Linked DNA regions of Oryctolagus cuniculus: region 2 is linked to region 1. The links are chromatin contacts, called in public Hi-C maps. All regions are on one chromosome and are shown on one strand. Each heading gives the region's core, a stretch centred on a gene start, on an enhancer-like site or on the middle of the called end of the contact. The rest is flanking DNA. Distances are from core to core; before and after follow the strand shown. Region 1 has its middle 210 kb from the start of PIK3R1. Region 2 overlaps PIK3R1 (phosphoinositide-3-kinase regulatory subunit 1).

What was found. A called contact is a pair of places that touch in the nucleus more often than the background predicts.
Region 2: a Hi-C map of psoas muscle shows a contact between it and region 1, with 3 times the contacts expected there. The contact joins two enhancer-like sites. A contact is called at or near these places in 2 of 6 Hi-C or Micro-C datasets (psoas muscle and an unstated tissue).

The regions. Positions count from the first base shown.
Region 1 is chr14:88,925,358-88,929,954 of mOryCun1.1, forward strand. No RefSeq gene overlaps it. Among named protein-coding and RNA genes, the nearest start is that of PIK3R1, 210 kb to the right of the region's middle. Within about 2 kb of position 2,959, at least 1 of the 8 cell types and tissues checked has an H3K27ac peak or open chromatin away from gene starts, as enhancers often do.
Region 2 is chr14:89,177,778-89,182,395 of mOryCun1.1, forward strand. The region is part of intron 2 of PIK3R1 (phosphoinositide-3-kinase regulatory subunit 1); the gene reads left to right. Among named protein-coding and RNA genes, the nearest start is that of PIK3R1, 40 kb to the left of the region's middle. Within about 2 kb of position 1,559, at least 3 of the 8 cell types and tissues checked have an H3K27ac peak or open chromatin away from gene starts, as enhancers often do.

The DNA of each region.
Region 1 (4,597 bases), core at 1,709-4,208:
GTTGCTAACTGCTTAAGTTTGATGACAGATATAAGAAGGTTTATTATATTTTTTCTAAACTTATAAGTATGTTTGAAATTTTCTATAATAGCTTTCAGAGTCTTCTACAAGAACTATTACAGTTTAATTAGGATAGTAGTGAGTTTTAAAGCAAATGGTAGTACAAAAGTATCTACTCAAGTCCTCTGGACATAATTGCAAGAGAAGCTATTTACATTTGTTTTATACATTTAGAGTACAAATTTAAAAGCAGTTTAGTTATAGAGCTGTGAGAGTATTTTAACTTAAAACTGAATGGCTTGGGACTGGCACTGTGGCATAGGTTAAGCCTCCACCTGCAGTGCCAGCGTCCCATATAGGCATTTGTTCCAGTCCCTGCTACTCCACTTCCAATCCAGCTCCCTGCTGATGTGCCTGGAAAAGCAACAGAGGATGGTCCCTGCACCCACATGGGAGACCCAGAAGAAGTTCCAGGCTTCTGGCTTCTGCCTGGCCTAGACCTGACTCTTGTGACCATTTTGGGAGTGAACCAGTGGATGAAAGATCTCTCTCTTTCTCTTTCTCTCTCTTTCTCTCTCTCTCCCTCACACGCCCTCCCCCCTTCCTCCCTGTCTCTCTCTCTCTCTGCCTTTCCTATAAATAACTAAATCTTCAAAAAAACTGAATAGCTTCTTTGGAAATAATGTTTCTTTGTTGCTTCCCTGTTGGAATCTGGTGCTGTCACACCACAAGTGGCCCGTCAGTTCTGAAATGCTTATGGGGTCTAGCTGGTAGTGTGGATGTTTTCTGGGAATTTAAATAGAAAATGGCACCAGCAAGAACATAAACTGAAAACTTTAAGCAAATGTGATGGCTCCAGATGTACGCTTGTATGCACATGTTGAAGGCAGGAAATCTTCCCACCTGAGGGAAATGAGGAAATGGTGGCTCCATCATCAAAACCCCAAACGTGGATGGTTCAGAAACGATGACAGAGTATACTACTATTTCTAATTATAATTAGACCTTTCTACTATATAAAATAAAGATTTAGGATAGCTTTACTTGGGGTGATATGTTCATTTCAAACAAACTGGACCGTTATTTCTAAGTGGTCCCCATCTTTAGCATATTCAAATTTTCTAACAAATTTAAATGATTTACATTGGTAAGCTTGGGCTGCAGTCTTTTTCAGGGCTCTTTTTTTTGTTTATTTTAAGAGGCAGAGTGGCAGAGAAAGCAAGAAAAGACAGAGACAGTGATGTTCCATCAGCTAGTTGACCCCTGCAGCGACCATGAAGGCCAGGTCTGAACCAGGCCAAAGCTAGACGCAAGGAACTTCATTAACGCCTCTCACATGGGTGGCAGGAGCACAAGTATGCAGGCCATCATTCACCACCTTCCCAGGCACATTGGAAGGGGGCTGTCTCAGAAGCAGAGCAGCCAGAACTCAAACTGGTGCTCTGAGTAGATGGCTTAACCCACTGTGTCACAACACCTTCCCCATTATTTGTAATTTTTAGAAGAAAATGAGATCCAAACTGAATACACAGGGCTTGGATATATGACACAAGTATATACTTCTTGCTACTGCTGTGCATCGTTCTGAAGTTCTCTGGACTCAGTTTCCCTCTTTGCTTGACATACAGAGATCACTGAATTTAGAATTGACATGCATCAGTTTAGAAACACAGAGATTGTTTTTCAAAGTCCCATTTGTTTTTTTCTCAAATATGCAATATTTGAAAAAAATGACTCAAGTTCATTAAAATAATAACATTTATTTCTGCTTGAAATTTTTTCCTTATTGTTAATAGTTTCGTATTTGGCACCTTTTTTTTTTAACCAGATGTGATTTTCTAGTGTTGTGAAAGTTTGAGAAGCTGGTGAAATTCAGTAATGCCAGAGTGATGTGTATTCCTACATTAACACAATCAGCGGATATGTGACTGTTTCTACTAATTAATTAATGAATAAGGCAACGTGACTGACAGTGGTGCTGGGGAGAGTAACACTGCAATGAGGGTCCCAACAGAGAGTGCACATGAGGGGGCCACGGGCAGTGCAGAGACAAAAAGCTCTAATTCTCTCAAGAATGAAAGGTTGCCAGAATTTGGGACCAAGCACTGAGCACCATGAATAGCTTGCTTGCAAACACCATACACATCTCATCTGACTTGACTTGATTCAGTATGGTTTCTCCAGAAGAGGTTAAAAACTGAGTAAATATAAGGCTGGTCTCCATGGCATGAGCCAAAACCAATTAATTTGGGTCGGTATAATCCCAACAAACTAAGATGCCACAGAGGAAGCACTCGGAGTTCCGCTGACCCACTTCAAATGAGAGCACATGTGATTGAAGCCAATGCAGAGCTAGCCGGGCATAGCCAGAACTGTGTGTTTGAACAATATTTTACTACATGTCTCCATGGGAAGCCTGGGTCCAACTGCCTTTGGTCAACTAGTCTGAGGCTATAAAATGCTGAAGTACATCATTCAACCGTCAGTCCTTGGGGAAGCACAACCTTTGATCACAAATCCCTTTGGCCATCTACTCTATGCGACCAGATCAAAAATAGGAGTATTTATTTCATTTGGCATGGATTGGAAAATTAAATCAACACATCACCAAATGCAAGCTCTCCAGGAGATGTGCCTCAGGCGAAGATCCTGGTGCAGTCCCAGAGAAGCAATTTATATGGCACATAAAGTTTTTATTATGCATGAATTCAGAATTTATTTTTTAATATTTTTTCAGAAGGAGGATTTCTGGCCTATAGCAAACTTCAGATTGTAAAAATCTTTCCACAGTGAGGCAACATCTTTTTCCACAGTGACTGTGGTCCAGGTTCTCACAGCAATGCTCTTACCACACTGGGTCATGGCCAGGTACCTTGGAGGTTAGATAAATACATCTAGCTAAGGAAGTCCTAAATGATAGTTCTGTCACAGTGTCCTATCCCCCACACCATCCAAGTCACCAAATCTCCCGCTTCCTTGCCACAGGGCCAAGACACAGCCTTTCCTGGTACTCCACTTTTGCACACAATGGCCAGCATTCTGCATTGCTCTTGGCCCGTGGTTTGGCCCAGGCACCCGGGACTCAGGAATTCATCTAGAAGTGAGGCTCTCATAACCCAAGCTTCCTGTGCAGACTTCAAACACACACACACAAGTACCAGACCAGCTCTCATGGAGCAAGAAAACAACACAAAATACACAAACCTGAGCCTCAACCTGCCAGAAACAGCCTAATAAATCCTCCCTCGCTGGAGGAAACACTTCTGGGATCACTTCTTCTCTACTTGAGGGATGAAGCATCTCCAAACCCCAAGAATGCAGCCTAGATTCTTTATAGACAGTCTCTTCAGTAAGCTCCACATAGTTTCTGAAATAAAAGGTCACTTTCTGAAGATCCTGGCAAGATTCCTTCTTTTAAAAGCACTCAATTTTAGATTTCCCAAAATCCATTTGCTCTCAAAACTTTATACTCCTGTAGAGACAATACATATGTGCAAACAGATAATCGTGATAAAAGGCGTCACTGCATCAGAAAATGGGTATTTGGGACCCAGGTCACATCCAGCTAAGCCTTTAAGCAACTGCAATTAAATTTTCTGCTCACAGGATAGAAAAACTTCCTTGAGGAAGTGATATTTGAATTCTATCTTAAAAGTCTGGATTCAGCCTTGTAGCCCCAGGAAAAGCTTTTTTTCCTCTATGAAGCCTTCAAAGGAGGAACTAGGAACGTTTTGGAAATTGTAGAACATTGCAGAAATTATAGGGATCTGCAGTTGAAAGTCAGTTCCTGGGGATGAGGAAGAAAAATCAATCCATACTATGCAAAATCAGTTCTTAATGACCAAGAATTGACTGTAGCCATTCCTTTCTGTTCTTACTCACATACCTTTGAGCAATGCCTTGGAGTTCCTTCAATAAAAGTTCTACTGAGTAGATGCAGTCCTGGATTTTGGCCAGAGAAGCCAAACAGCAGTCCTCCTGTTGATGTGTGCTGGGCGTGGCTTCTCTTCAAGGTGACTGGAATGCCAAGTCAATGAGAATGCCATTTTTTCTTCTTGAGCAGCCTCTAGGATCAAGAGACTCCTTCATTTCATTCTAATTGGAAGCTCAAACCAAAGACACTCAGAGATTCTTCCAATTCCGAACCTATCTTCTAGCTATGTATGACATTAACACCCAACCAGGTGAACTTGCAGTAACTTCCCTAGGCAGTGAGAGAATGCATCAGGAAACATAAACCTAAGTGGAAACTTTATTTTGCCCTGTGTCAGAAAGAGACTGAGCAGAGTTGGAACCAGGAATATCCAGAATCAGTTAAAGAATACTGGAGCCGGCGCCGTGGTTCACTAGGCTAATCCTCCGCCTTGCGGCGCCGGCACACTGGGTTCTAGTCCCGGTCAGGGCACCAGATTCTGTCCCGGTTGCCCCCTTCCAGGCCAGCTCTCTGCTGTGGCCAGGGAGTGCAGTGGAGGATGGCCCAAGTCCTTGGGCCCTGCACCAGCATGGGAGACCAGGATAAGTACCTGGCTCCTGGCTCCGGATCAGCGCGGTGCGCCGCCCGCAGCGCGCCGGCCACGGCGGCCATTGGAGGGTGAAC
Region 2 (4,618 bases), core at 309-2,808, 250 kb after region 1:
ACAATATAAAAGTTGGCACTTTGTAAATTCACATTTATTAAATAATAAAAAGAAAAAAGAAAGACACAGCAAAAGAAATCTCCCATCCATTGGTTCACTCCCCAAATGGCTGCAATAGCTGGGGCTGGGCTAAGCTGGAGCCAGGAGCCTAGAACTCCATCTGGGTCTTGCCCATGGATGGCAGGGGCCTAAGCATTTGGGCCATCCTCCACTGCTTTGCCAGGCAGATTAGCAGGGAGCTAGATTGGAAGTGGAGCAGCCAAAAAGAACTGGCACTCCAGTATTGGGTGCTAGTGTCCCAGGTGGCAGCTTCACCCACTGCGCTGGCTGGCTGCTGTGTTACCTTTGATGCACATTGTCAGTCTATCTGGTGCTCTGCACTTGTTGCCTTGTGATTTGCCAAGCAAGAGAAGTGAGAGAAATGATTAACTTCTAAATACCAAAATCAGCACTTGGGTATTAAAGAAGAGTCCTCAATCCAGTGAGCCTGCCATGAGTTCCTGCCACCACTTCTAAGAAGGAGCCTGCGTGAACCACCCTAGGATTGTTAAATTTTTCACCTTCCTCTTTGGCTAGAGAGATTGTTGTATGGTAGACAGTAAAGTCATCCATCGTGTTGGCCAGCATGGCCTGGGTTATGGCTTTCAAAGCCCCTGCATTGTAGGTTTGATTTAAAGATAATTTCTTTTTTTTTTAAAGATTTATTTACTTTATTTGAAAGGCAGAGTTATAGAGAGGCAGAGAGAGAGAGAGAGGTCTTCCATCCACTGGTTCATTCCCCAGATGGCTACAACACGTCAATCTGAAGCCAGGAGCCAGGAGCTTCTTCCAGGTCTCCCAAGCGGGTGCAGGGGCAGATGGCCCAAGTCCCATCTTCCACTGCTTCCCCAGGCCATAGTAGAGAGCTGGATTGGAAGTAGAACAGCTGGGACTCAAACCGGTGTCTATATGGGATGCTGGCACTGCAGGTGGCGAATTTACTCACTAAGCCACAGCGCCGGCCCTAAAAGAAAATTTCATAACATATAGTAGGCACATATTTTTGATCAAACCTTTGCACCCATCTGCCGTAGCCGTAGTGGGCGAGAGACACCGCAGAGGTTCTTGGGAAGGAAGGTGAAAGGGGGCGGTGGCGTTTCTGAATTGGAGTTTTAGCATGCCCTGTCATGTGCTGTTCTTCAAGGCATTATTTTTATGATGAGTCTGTCTTTACGAGCACTGCTGGCCCTTGAGGGTTTTACTTGTCTGGCAGCGCTAAGGGCGCTGGCCACAGGGAAACCGTTCACCCGCCCGTGCAGCAAGTGCATCTGAGGGTGCCTGCGTTGGTCTTCAGGTGGAGGGGCAAGGGAAGGTGCCTGTAGACCTGGGGGAATCAGTAGCCCACTTCTGATGGTAGACCCGGCTGTAAAACCCAGGAAGTTGTTTCCTGCGTGTGAACTACATACAACTCCTATTCTTTGTTTCAAGTGTCCCATTCTCTTCCGTCCTCCACACGTCACAGGTTTTACACTGGAGTCTGTGTAGCCGTGGAGGGGAGCTTTCAGTTGATCACATTCTGAGAAAGGAGCAAACTGCTCCACCGGATCAGGAGTTCCCTGGAGCCCTCGCCCTGCTGTGTGCGGGAGCAACGGGCCTTGGAGACACTCCGGTTGGATCATGCCTGTGGACTTGCAAATCGCTGCTTCAAGTTCACCAGCAGGAATGAGGCAGCCTTCAGGAAGGTTGTTAAGACCTTTGTGTCTGCCAAGTGTGTGAGCGCCCCCTCCCTCCTCTGCCTGGACTGTGGCGCAGCAGCTGGTCAGAGGCCCAGCAGGGAAGAGCGAGGTTGGTTCCTGGCACCCCTGGAGACACCCACACCCCGAGCCACCCTGTCCTGAACCCACGCATCAGCAGAATCACAGGCGCAATCTCAGGCCGGCTTGAGCTCGCGCGTGATGACGGGCAAGTGCCTGCGTCTTTCATTGTTCCGTTGCCGTAGGAGATGCTGTTTAAGTTAGCAAAGCTTGAAGCTAGTGAAACTACTGATTTCACCAAAAAAAAAAAAAAAAAAAAAAAAAAAAAAAAAAATCAGGGGCTAAGGGGAGGGTGTGTAGCCTTTAAAAGTGTGGTGAAGCCATCAAGTTTACAAGAAAAAGTAGGATCAAATGTGGTTTCAATTTGTTGTACTGGGCTCAAGATGATAATATTTCAATAGTGAACTGCAGGGATTTGAGCGTACGTGCGCAGGCTCGCCCTCTGCATTTCAGAATTTGAAGCTATTTAGAAGTTCTAGTTTGTTTCTGCCCCCAAGTCCATTGTTTGATAGTAAGTTAGAAATTTTCAAGGGACGTCACTGAAAATCAGAACTCAGTGTGCAGGATGTGGCCCAGAGATCTGCAGCCTCTTTGTGTGTAGAGAGAGGAGCTACTTTTAGTTTCCCTGGAACGCTTGCCTTTCGGGGGCTCGGCGTGGAGGGAGAGTTGCACGACCCAGGCTAACGTGGCTTGAGCCCCTCTGCCATCCAGGGGCGTCTGCCCCATAGCAGGGGTCTGCAGAATGGGCGTGAGCAAGGCATCGTGGAAAACTACGCATGCCCTGCAAGTTTTTTGGCATCAAAATAGATTTATCCGTTAAACAGATTTGTTTACCTTTGAACTCCACTTTGTTCGTGAACTGTGTGAAGCTCCCTTCACATCCTTTTTTTTCTGCCACAACTTCCATCTATCCGCTACTGCGAGTATTGTTTCCCAAGTCGTACCTGACATGCTATTTAACAAGAAAAATTAACTCTGTGCCTGGCGTAAGTAATTCAGGGTGAGTGGGAATGTATTTACCTTGTCCCCTCTTCCAGCAATATTGATAATTATCTGTATTGCTGTGTATTTTTCTCCCCAAGTAGCCATAATATGCATACGTTTTTCTCACCTGTTTCTGTTACCTGGGTTGAAGAAGTAATGCTTGGTGGCATTTCTGCCTGCCACGGTTTTCCTTTAAAGCCAATTTCCCGTCTGTCTTTGTAATTACACTTTGAGCTGTGGTTGACCAGTCTGTGATTTGTCATGACACTTACCCTGCATTTCGGACAAGGATTTATTTGTCCCATGGGGTTCGAGCTGGAATGAGAGGAAGAGCCAACCAGCAAATGGAATTATTCTGGCTTCTGAAAAGCCTCAGCCTTTTTAAAAGAAGGCTCTGAGAATTTTTTTTTTTTTAAATATATTCTTGGGAAGAAACTGGGTTTGTGAGTACTTGGCTAGAAATTTTAGGAAAGGAAAGAACATTTCCTCTGGCCCCAGGAGCATATTCAATGTGAAATATTACTGTTTTTAAAAGAGCCAAGCTTAAATTTATCTTTGGATCATTTATTTGACTTGAAAATAAATGGATCTAGTCCTTATAAAAAATGTTCAGAATCCTAGTTTAGATAAAATGGTATTTTAGAAAGCCAGGCGTGATGCTCCCACCATGTGCTCTTAATTAAAAACAGCTGGGACTTGCAGAGGTGTTTGCAAATATCTCCCCCGAGCCAGGGACTGGTGAGATCTGGTACAAGTTAGTTCCAGCTGCACACATTTGCCTCATGAGAGCCCTTGATGGTAAATGAAACTCGGCGTCCTACGTGCTTTGGTGCAGTCACATTTTCTCAGCCCTTGACTAAGCAGGTGGAAAGTTTACACAGCCAGGGGGACGGGTGGAGACAACGCACGGGAAACCCACCTGAATCCACTCCAAGAAAGAGCGACTCCGTGTCTTCCTATTGTTTTCCCACGGATCCCTTTCTGTTGTTTGTGTTGTTGTGACTCGCCCAGAATCTCAAGGGGCCTTCGTGTTGGCCGTTTGCTCGTCTGTGGTGAGTGGATGTGCGTCTGTGCCCCCTGATCTTGGACGGATCAGTTGACCACTCAGTGTGGGAACCAACTTGGGACACTCTCCCGGTGCCCCTCCGGCACAGTCACCACGTACAGGACTAGCCCGGGAGAGACTTTTTCTGAAATGAGACCATGGCCATAGCCTATGCTGAGTGCCAGCTGTTAGGCTCTTTCATTGGTTTTTGGTTTTTGGTTTTGGTCGGTCCTCTCCTCTCATTAATTAGGGTGGGAAATCAGAAGTGTGCTGAAAAGAACACTTGAAAAGCCCAATTTATCAAAAGAGAAAGCATCCAGAAAGAGTGAACGGCAGAGTATGGGGACCAGACGCTTCCCGGAGGAGACGTGGTCTTAGGGCATTTTTGTCTCAGGCTTAGGTAGCCAAGAGCATTATCTTAAAAAAAAAAAAAAAAAAGGCTGTGTTCCAGTTGAAGCCTCTAATAAAAAAGCATGGCTGTGTGTCAGGAATCTTGAGGACAGGGTTATGGTTTATGGCATATTTCTGGAATAGTGGTTGAATATGGAAGTCGTTAGTACCTTAGTTAAAGCTGTCCTAAATGGACTGATAAATGTTTCAGTCACCAGTTGCCACTTACTTTTTACAGTCGTAACGTGATTTAAGGGGATAGACTCTTGCAAATGCTTCTCTGTGTTTCATACCCATAATCATGTTCTCTCCAGGTCTTAAAATTTTATATAATCCTAGGGAGCAGATTGCATCAGGACGGCCCTCCCCACCCCCACCCCAGTGAGGCAACCCAAGCACTATCTTA